Regions from separate parts of the Sus scrofa genome. Here region 2 is linked to region 1. The links are chromatin contacts, called in public HiChIP or PLAC-seq maps. All regions are on one chromosome and are shown on one strand. The core of a region is the stretch at or near the end of the contact, and the rest is flanking DNA. Distances in the headings are between cores, read along the strand shown. Region 1 holds the start of HIPK1 (homeodomain-interacting protein kinase 1). Region 2 holds the start of BCL2L15 (bcl-2-like protein 15).

Region 1 (5,127 bases), core at 2,083-4,582:
GTATAGGCCAGTGGCTACAGCTCTGATTTGACCCCTAGCCTGGAACAACCTTCATATGCCCCCAGGTACAGCCCCCCCAAAAAAGACAAAAAAAAGGTAGGTGCTTTTTGTGTTTGGTAAAAAGGTACTATCTTACTGTGTGTACAGAACAATTTACAAGGTCTACAAAGTTTAGAATAAAGAAAACTATACCTCAAGGAGTTTCAATCACCGGAAAAAATGACAAATTAACAAAGCCCAAATCAATGTGAAATGTTAATAGAAAGGACCCTGTTTAGATCAGCCAGAAAAGGCCTAAGGAAAATAGGGCTTAAGTAAAGTAACAACAGTTTGACAGATGGGAGATAGAAGAAGCTCTTATAGATGCAATAACTTTTGCCAATATGCCAGAATATGTCAAAAAAAGAAAAACCATTTAGAGTAACGTATTTGATTAGAAGCAGAAGATACTGGCAAAAAAAAAAAAAAAAAAAAAAAACAGGGATTCTTACAGCTAAAATGAATCTTTAAAGACTCTAAAAGCCCCCTAATTCCAAGAAGAGAAAAAGTAGACCCAAAAAAGCCAAACAAGTTTTACACAGAGCTAATGAGTAGCAATGCTGGCCAAAAAAAGTCAGGTTTTCTGATTCTTGTTCACTAAGCATGGTGGGAAAGCACTGTACCAGGTACTCTTAAAGAATCCAAAACAAACACATTTAAGTTACTCTATCTTCAAAGAACTTAGAACGTTGCTTAGGTGATAATGACACACAAAAAAAGAAAAATATAAAAACAGGATGTGAAAAAAATTTTACATCCCTGATCATGCCCTTTTTACAAAACTGCGTAAGGCATTTAGGGTGCTGGAAGATTAGGAACAAAAAATAAATACAAAAAAAAAAAAAAAAAAAAGAAGCAGCAGCAAAAAGCAAACCAGTGATTAAGTGGTACTTGAAAGAAAAATTATTTTGATGATTTACGTTCAGAATGGCATGAAATTAAGGCAAGAAACTGGAGAGGAATTAACTAACTTTTTCAAAAATTGATTGTTTTATAAGCAATATCAATATATAGTCAATCAATCATGACATATATAAACTATATATAGTCATGAAAATGGAAATAAAAGAACCAATCAGGAAGTTCATGTTTGCAAAACTACTTCAAGTTACAAAAGAACCAGTTACCATACGTAACTAACAACAAGTTGCACAAGTTCTGAGTGTAAGAAGTTTATAAGGCAGATTTGGCTCACTGATTTCCACCAACACAACCACTGACTAAGCTATGCTTATGAAAACAAAACCACAGAATAAAAGAATTTTATTTTCCAAGAGAATTGTGAATCTTGAGATTATCTTTTTTCTTTTAGGAGTTCTGGTTTGGTTTTCGATCTCACGTTAAACCAATCAACTTGCTCTGCAATCCATAAAGCTACAATGTCCAAAGAGATGATAAACTATTCATGGATAAAAAATTCCTGAAGATACCACCAGCAAAAGTCCTACTGACTAACTAGTCAGTACATTTACAATATCTCATTCACCATTTTACTCCTCAGATGCTTCACTGGCTTGGCAGCCTCCAGTTCCAACCACAAGTACTTTACCAAAATATCCCTCAAATCAGCAACAGTGTCTTAGAGTCAATCCATCATACCAGTTTTATAACGCAGAACCCTGAGATGATCACATGTATATCCAAAATCACCAGCTGAATTAACTACTATCAGATGAAATGACTTGTTGGTATATTTTTAAGTGTTTTACAGAAAGCTTTAGACCTACGTATAAAAAAGAACTGGTATGATTTGCATTCTCTATAATTAAAAAGAAAAAGGAAAAAACAAAAAACAAAAAAACAACTACAGACCAAGAATCAAAAATAGCTTTACACAAACAAGAGCAAAATTGTAGGTTTTGCTGAGGGCATCAGCCACTTAATTTAACCCCACTTCATCAGGAGCAGGAAGCCATGCTGCTGTTTTCATCAGTTACTAGGAAACAAGTAAGATAAAGGACAGACTGGGCAGTCGAAATTAATATTTTGATGCAATTACTGAAAATTCCCAAAGTGTCGCTAAGAAAAAGCGTCTATCAAGGGCTCCCTCAAGATGAGTATCTGCAACTGAGTCAGTGGTTTAAGGGTAGGAAAGACACCTTCGAGCTTGGGGTTGTTTTTTTCCCCTTCTCTAGCCCCTCCTCCCTTCCCCCACCTAAACAGGAAAGAAAGCGCGCCCAGCATAAACACAGGCCAAAGCTCACGGTTTGTCACCACAACACACTGGAGGTTAGACCAGCGCTCTTAGAGACAGAGCCCCAGGTCTCGGTTGCTAGGCACAAAAAGGGCCTCTTTCCCACAGACCTGTGAACAGCAGGAGCCTTACCCAAGAGTTTTAGTAGTTTCCTCATAACCCGTTTTTTTTTTTTTTTTTTTTAACGAAAGCTTTGGAAAACTGGCGACAGATAGCAAAAGTTTCCCTCTGAGCCAAACCTCTAGATCTGCCTTGCACAGATATACATCAGGTGGGCCGGTCCCACCGAGTCTCCACCATCATTACAATTTACCAACCTAAGGATTAAAAAACTGAAGCCGAAAGGATAGAAAGGCTTCCACACCCACCCCAGCAGCGCCGTCCTTCCCAGACACCGCTTCCCGGTCCGCAACGGCACAAATAATCCCAAACCATGGCGCTAAGCAGAGCTGTGAAATCCACACGCAGAAGCCCCACACTGGGAACCGGCCACAGCAGCCGGGGGAAAAAAACCGGCCGGGTGAGGAGACGCCAGGCGGCCCCCTGTCATCTGAGGACAACAACACGCCCTGGAGAGAAGTGGCAGGAGATAGGGGGAGTTGCCCCGAAAACAAGACCCGAGCCTCCCCACTTTCCTGGGAACGCCATCTCCTCCGCGGCCACGAACGGCCGGGCCGCAGGACTCGGCGCCGGGTCCCGGGTGGGGGCCGCGAAGGGAGGCGCCCCCCGCAGGCCGGGTGCCCGGGAGAACCCGCGGCCGGCCCGGCCCCGCCTCGGGGAGCCGACGGGAGGTCGCTCCCGCCGGGGCCCCTGCCTGCCCGCCTGCCCGCCCGCCCGCCCCGACTCACCGCCGGTGTGTCTGGTTCTCAGCCGCGAGCTGGGGCTGCCGTGAGGAGGCGGCGGAGGAGACGAGATCCGGGGCCCCGCCGCCGGGTCATCATACCCCCGCGCGAGCCGGCCCGGGCCCCGGCCCCCGCCCCCCGGAGCCGTCCCTGCGCCCGTCCCGCGGGGGGAGCCCCCTCAGCCTCCCGCCCGTGCCGCCGCCCGGCCCCTCGCCGCCGCCGCCGCCGCCTCAGCCCCGCGCACTCCCGCCTCGGCCTCCCGCTGCCGTCCGGGGCCACCGCCGGCCCCTCGCTCCGCAGCCGCCGTTGTCGCCAGACCAGATAAGCTGAGCGCCGAGCGGCCGCCCCCATCCGGCCGGCCCCGCCTCGCGGGAACTAGTCCCCCGCCCCGCGCCATGACACCTACTGAGGCGGAAGTGCCGGAGGGCGGGCGGGTCAGGCCGACCGCATCGTACTGATGGGAATGGGAGTGGGTGGGCCTCCGTGGGGAGCCAGCGTGGATCGCGTGCGGGGGTCGGATTCTCCGCCCCCTCCGCACGGCCGACTCCGCTGTGATCAAAAAGTGCTTGGTGGCGGTGGGGAGGTCCAGCTTTAAAATGTCATCCCCGCCAATGTGACATCACCACCGGCTTGTGTGACACCCCTCAGAAATTGGGCAGCGCGCAGGGAGGCAGTGCCTGCCCGGGAAGCCCCCCTGCTGGTGAGGAATTACCTCCGTTTAGGCTTTACTGTTCCTCGCTATCTAGAGACGTCCTGAGTGACAGCCGCGTAGGGGATCAGTAAGCCTCCACGAACATTAGCAGCCCCTTAAGGTGCTCTTCCATTGCCACCTTGGAAACCTTGGTTTGCATTGGATGAGAAAGAATAGCTTCGCACTGAGCCTAACCCCTCAAAACCTGTAGTGAGCAAATACTACCATAATTTTCTCTTCTCTACCAGGAGATAGTAAAGCCGGGTATTCAGGAAACGGCATGTGTTGGGCACACAACATTCTGAAAAAACATAAACACTGCATGGAAACTGGGTTATCCTAATAGAAAGACAGTTGCCATCTCCCAGGGCCAAGATATTCTGGAACACTTCAGATGTACCTCTCACTATGTGAAATGCTCTGATTCCTAAAGTGTGGGACACTTGTAGGGAGAAGGTAGTATATATATATATATACTTTTTTTTTCATCCCTCAGGTGTTGGAGGCAACAGGGATCTGAGCCCTAGAAAGTAGCTGTACAGCAATAATACATAAATACCAGATATGTATTTGCATATGCTCTTTAAGGAGTGGGTAGATATGGCTAAGACAAGATTCTGCTATCAAGTTCTATTTCTCCGGTCTCACTCATACATCCTTGACCTCTTTGAATCAGAGATAATTTTTGTGAAGATGTGCTAAAGTGATTATACTACCTTTGGGATTCTCTCCTGGCTTAACAACACTGGGAGCAGTTCTGTTTTACTGGGAACAGGGAAGTGTATTTCCCTAGAGAACTAGGGTTAACAGAAGTGTTCAATCCCATAGGGAAGCTTTGTTTGCTTATTTTCATAGAAACTTAGAGAACACAAAGTCCTACACTGGGCTAACCTGGGAAACATCAAGACACAGAGTGCGGGTGAGCATGCCTGCCTGGGGAACCAGGAAAAAGGCAGAACTTGGGTTCTGGGGTAGAATAGATTCCAATTGAAAAGCAGGCTTCAAACACACTAATTGCTTACCATGTCTTGGTTCCAGCCAACTCCATGACAGGCTTCTAAGATCCTTCTCTCCCAAGTTATATCTGTTTCCTCTTTTCAAACCCATGGCAAAATCTACCTGTTAGAAAGCCTTTCCTGATTGATTCTCGTTGTTCACTTCAGTATCTTCATTTGACTACTTTATTTCTTGTGTCTTATTTATTTATACTTTATCTTATTTATTATCTTATTTATTTATTTATTCATTATCCTTAGATCATTTCTTCAGTATATATCACTACATAGACACTTTCTTAAAAATCTAGTATTTTCCCCCCTGTGATATTCATTCATCCTTCGGACAAACTGTGCCTGCCTGAT
Region 2 (5,401 bases), core at 835-3,334, 46 kb after region 1:
ATTTAATATTCCTTCTTTCTAGGAGCTCTCTCTAGCTTCTGCAAATGTATGGTTTAGTGATATAAGTAGACGCTTATCTGTAAAATCCGTAAGAATAGTTGATGCTGTGCTTTTAGAAAAATGGCTTTCTAATATCTGTCTTAGTAAGTGATATGTAACATGTAATGAATGTCCACCAATGACAGTGGTGCTTTGGAACATTGCAGAAGCAATCATTTTCATAGTTCCTGACGATAATTTTACTGCTGTGGACCAGTGACTGTTTGATGCCTCCATTCCCTCTTTTTTTTTTTTTTATTTTGGCCTCTTAGGGCCGCACCTGTGGCATATGGAGGTTCTCAGCCTCGGGGTCCAGTCGGAGCTACAGTTGCCAGCCAACATCACAGCCACAGCAATAAAGGATCCTTAATCCACTGAGTGAGACCAGGGATCAAACCCAGAACCTCATGGTTCCTCTTCAGATTCATTTCCTCTGTGCCATGACAGGAACTCCCTCTTCCTCTTTTTTGAATGTCCTTTTCTCACATACTGGGTATTTAGGAGGCAAAAAACTTATTTTCCTAGTTGCAGGTCTTCACATTGATTCTCGTTCACATTCAGACTGGGTGCACATGACAAGATCTTGGATTTTGAGCCAGTGATATAAAAAGATAAGGCTTCGGGAAAGGGATAGAAATTGTTATGGCCAGAGCAGCAAGAGAAGCAAATGATAGTGATAAAAAATGCCAGCCTCATTTTTCAGTGGTGAAATCAGGATACAATATTTGCACTGCAAGAATAAAGGATACGTGGACTAAGGGGGAAGGGAATTGATGGCTGGGAGACTGATCCATTGCAGATTCAGAGAGAAATAAAAGGAGGAGAAAATTTTATCCCACATTGCTCAAGGAAGTTATACTCTCTTTTCTATGGTCTTACAACCTTGATTATACTAGATAATGCAAAGAATAGATAAGATAGGGAGTTCCTGTCATGGCTCAGCAATTAGCAACCTGACATCCATGAGGATGTGAGTTGGATCCCTGGCCTAGCTCAGTGGGTCAAGGATCTGGTGTTGCTGTGAGCTGTGGTGTAAGTCGCAGACAGGGCTGGGATCCTGAATTGCTATGGCTGTGGCTGTGGCAAAGGCTGGCAGCTGTAGCTCCAATTGGACCCCTAGCCTGGGAACCTCAATGTAGAGTGCAGCCCTAAAAGGCAAAAAGACAAAAAAAAAAAAAAAGATAAGATAAGATAATGCAAAGATTAAATTCCCATAAGCATATCAATAAACCTTTGTGGGAAAAGGTTTATTATTTATGGTAAGACACACTTGGTTTTAAGTTTCTCTTCTGCCACTTACCTTGAGCAAGCTACTTAACACCATTTGGAGAGTATCTTATAAGCTTTTTTTGTTTTGTATATTATTTTGGAAGTATGTTGTAAATGCATTTATAGGAATCCTTAAATTGTCAATAGCCAGCTCCAGTGTGAAAGGAGGTTGGCCTCAGAGATAAGGGATCTTCTGACAAAAGTCTGAAGGCTACTTAGCAGAAACTGAAGTTTTGAAGTTCCTGTCATAGCTCAGTGGTTAGTGAATCCGAATAGGAACCATGAGGTTGCAGGTTCGATCCCTGGCCTTGCCCAGTGGGTTAAGGATCTGGCGTTGCCGTGAACTGTGGTGTAGCTTACAGATGCAGCTTGGATCTCGCGTTGCTGTGGCTCTGGCATAGGCCAGTAGCTATGGCTCCAATTTGACCCCTAGCCTGGGAACCTCCATATGCCGTGGGAGCAGCTCAAGAAATGACAAAAAGCCAAAAAAGAAAAGAAACTGAAGTTTTAGCCCTAATGATAAATAATGACACACAAAAAAAGGCCTTTAGTGGAGTTCCCATTCTGGCACAGCGGAAACAAATCCACCTAGGAACCATGAGGTGCACAGCGGAAACAAATCTAACTAGGAACCATGAGGTTGCCAGTTCGATCCCTGGCCTTGCTCGGTGGGTTAAGGATCCAGGGTTGCCATGAACTGTGGTGTTAAGTTGCCGACATGGTTCAGATCCCACGTTGCTGTTGCTGTTGTTGCAGCTGTAGCTCCGATTAGACCCCTAGCCTGGGAACTTCCATATTCCGCACCTGCAGCCCTAAAAAACAAAAAGGAAAAAAGAAAATATCCTGGAAGGGCTGATATGTTTGAATGCTGCTCCTCAGATGCTAACCCAAAATCTAGGTGTAGCTAATTAAGAAGGCAACTGCTAAGGCTAAGTGTCCAATCCTGAGAATCTGTAAAACAAGGATGGAGTTCAACCCTGTTAGGAAAATCTCAGTTAATCCCATTAGAGAATAAATCCCAGATCCCTTTCCTCCTGGTCATTAGGCCTTGGGCTAAAAGGAGTGTCTTAGATACTGCTGGGTCATTCCACAAAACCTTATCTTATTTAATCCTCATTATTTCCCTATGAAATATTCTGTGTTATCTCCATTTACAACTCCTCAAAATGCCCAAAATTTTTATTCACCTTCTCATCTTGTACATATCCTCTTCCCTCCACCTGGAGTGGTCTTATTCCTACTCTTTGCCTCATGAAGCCCTACTTGTCCTAGAGCTCATCTCAGATGTTACTGCTCCGGGGAAGCCTTTCTTATTATACACTTTGTCATAATTCACTGTACCTCAATAAACACAAGAAATTATGTGATTAGTCACTTCATGTATCATTCATGCTGAAGTGTGAACTCCATGAGGATGGGAATTATAATCTATGTCACTTTTCCAGGTTATTTATAGTGCCCAGTATGTGTAGTTCCTTAGACAAGGGCACTCAGTAAATACTCAGTGTGTGGTTATGGCAAATGAATGCCAGTCAGGAGTCGAATGCTTGTGTAATATAACTTCAAACATTTCCTTTAGATTACACCATTCCCAGAACCCAACAGGAAGTTTCTTAGTGAAATTACCCAAGAGGCCCTTCCTCAACTCTATTTCAGTTCTAGGTTGGCTATCTAACTTTTAAGGTTATTCATTAACCTTAGGTCTGGCTTGGGCGTGGCTCTGAGATAAAGAGCTGAAAGGCTTCAGCAAAACCTCCCCACTTAAGTGTGGGTGAGCTCTTCAGAGAAGGCCCACATTTCTGAGCAACTCTTTGGAAGACAGGTGTAGGATGGGCTCCATGTCCCATTAAGAAGCTTTGCAAGAGGTAGACACATCTGGTTTACCAGTGTTTTGGACTTGCTGCTGAGCTGAAAACTGCTTTGTTTTGTGGAAAAGGAAAACTCGGCTGCAAACATCGAAAATGAAACCCCCCCGAACTTTTGAGGAGCAAACGGAATGTATTGTGGATTCTCTCCTCACAGACTTCTTAGGCCCCTCTTGCCAGGTTGCTAACCGGAGCCTACGTGGTGTAGATGAAACAGATTCAGGTAAGGCTTTTGGCCTGAGGTGGTAAATGCTAGTCAATTAGAGAAACTGAATATGCTTTCTTAAGTTTTCTGGGGATTTAAAAAAATTGTTTAGGGCTGTGCTGGTGACACATGGAGGTTCCCAGGCTAGGGGTTGAATTGGAGCTGAAGCCGCTGGCCTACACCACAGCCACAGCAACTCGGGATCTGAGCTGCGTCTACAACCTACACCACAGCTCACGGCAACTGGGGATCCTTAACCACTGAGCGAGGCTCGGGATCAAAACTGCCACCTCATGGATGCCAGTCAGATTCATTTCCACTGAGCCACAACAGGAACTCCATTTTCTTAAGTTTTTTAAGTTTTAAAAGGTAAACTCTAAGCTTTTAGCAATGTCTGAAGGGAAAGTAATTCTCATTGAAGGGAGATTTTCTGTCTGTTGGTATTGATGGAATATTGAAGATTTTCTTAAGAGGGAACAATGCCAAAATTGTTTAGAAGTCCAATGCCCAGATTCCTAGAACTTGCCATCCCTTCAAGCACTGTGACAAATGTTTTCCTTCTGTTTTAGGAGAAGCTTGCTCTTTTGATGTGGCCATCATTGCTGGTCGCCTTCGGATGTTGGGTGACAAGTTCAATGGAGAATTGGAAGCTTCTGCCAAAAGCATCATTGCAGAAACCATTCAGGGACAGGTCAGATTTCCACTACCTTCTATTGTTTGCTGCTTTTTAAATTTCAAGCATTATTCCTATATGAATGTGACTAGAAATGTTCTAGGAAAGATTTGGGGGGTTAACGCATTCAAGGAAAGGCAGCAGGAATTCTTCAGTTGCCAGTTCTGTAGGAGTAAAGGCCTAGGTGATATTGAGGTGGAGAGTTGTTTTTGTTTGTTTGTTTGTTTGTCTTTTTGCCATTTCTTGGGCTGCTCCTACAGCATATAGAGGTTCCCAGGCTAGGGGTCGAATTGGAGCTGTAGCCACTGGCCTATGCCAGAGCCACAGCAAAGAGAGATCTGAGCCGCATCTGCAACCCACACCACAGCCCACGGCAACGCCGGATCCTCAACCCACTGAGCAAGGCTAGGGATCAAACCTGCAACGTCATGTCTCCCAGTCGAATTCGTTAACCACTGAGCCACAACGGGAACTCCGAGGTGGAGAGTTTGTAGCATAGGCTGATGAACCTCAGATTATTTCGTATTTTTCATCAGAGCTGTGCTTAATGGCATAGAACATATATTTAGCACTTTATTCTTTTTTGGTCTTTTTAGGGCCACACCCGTGGCATACGGAAGTTTCCAGTCTAGGGGTCAAATCAGAGCTGTAGCTGCCAGCCTATACCACAACCACAGCAACGCTGGATCCTTAACCCACTGGGTGAGGCAGCTAGGGATCAAACCCAAATTCTCATGGATGTTAGTTACCGCTAAGCCTCAATGAGAACTCCCTAGCACTTTATTCTTGGTAAAACATTTTATTCTTTTATGCACCTGTTTTAATATTTATTTTGCTGGTAGTGGTTGTCTTTTTTTCCTCAAGGTCCAGCAATAACATTATATACAGGAAGAATAGGAAGTTGACAAGTCTGATGAAATTAAGGATAAATATTTACAGCAGTTCACTAGGGTGTATCTGGCTTTTCTTCAGAGTCCTGGTTCCTGGACTCTGTATTGGGTATAAATATTGATAGACAATGCTCTAGAAGATGTTGCTGATTAATATCAATCATGACAGCTCAGGAGTTCCCATTGTGGCTCAGCAGGTTAAGAACCCAACTAGTATCTATGAAGATGCAGATTCAGTCATTGGCCTCGCTCAGTGGGTTAAGGATCTGGCATTGCTGTGAGCTGTGGTGTAGGTCACAGATGAGGCTCAGATCTGGCGTTACTGTAGCTGTGGCATAGGCAGGCAGCTGCAGCTCCATTTTGTTTTTTTTTGTTTTGTTTTGTTTTGTTATTTATTTATTTGTTTATTTATTTATTTATTATTTTTTATTTTTTTGTCTTTTTCTTTTTTTTTTTTTTT

What was found. HiChIP or PLAC-seq counts read pairs in DNA pulled down with a chosen protein or histone mark.
Region 2: a contact with region 1 is called in an H3K27ac HiChIP or PLAC-seq map of alveolar macrophages. The contact joins the promoter of BCL2L15 here to the promoter of HIPK1 in region 1. A contact is called at or near these places in 2 of 47 Hi-C or Micro-C datasets (adipose tissue and embryonic fibroblasts) and 1 of 2 datasets of contacts at active chromatin or transcription factors (alveolar macrophages).

The regions. Positions count from the first base shown.
Region 1 is chr4:106,623,782-106,628,908 of Sscrofa11.1, forward strand. HIPK1 (homeodomain-interacting protein kinase 1) reads right to left here and starts at 3,333. Exons shown (of 16, transcript XM_021090012.1): 1 at 3,082-3,333.
Region 2 is chr4:106,671,471-106,676,871 of Sscrofa11.1, forward strand. BCL2L15 (bcl-2-like protein 15) reads left to right here and starts at 2,085. Exons shown (of 4, transcript XM_003125839.4): 1 at 2,085-3,396; 2 at 3,948-4,069. The coding sequence starts at 3,270.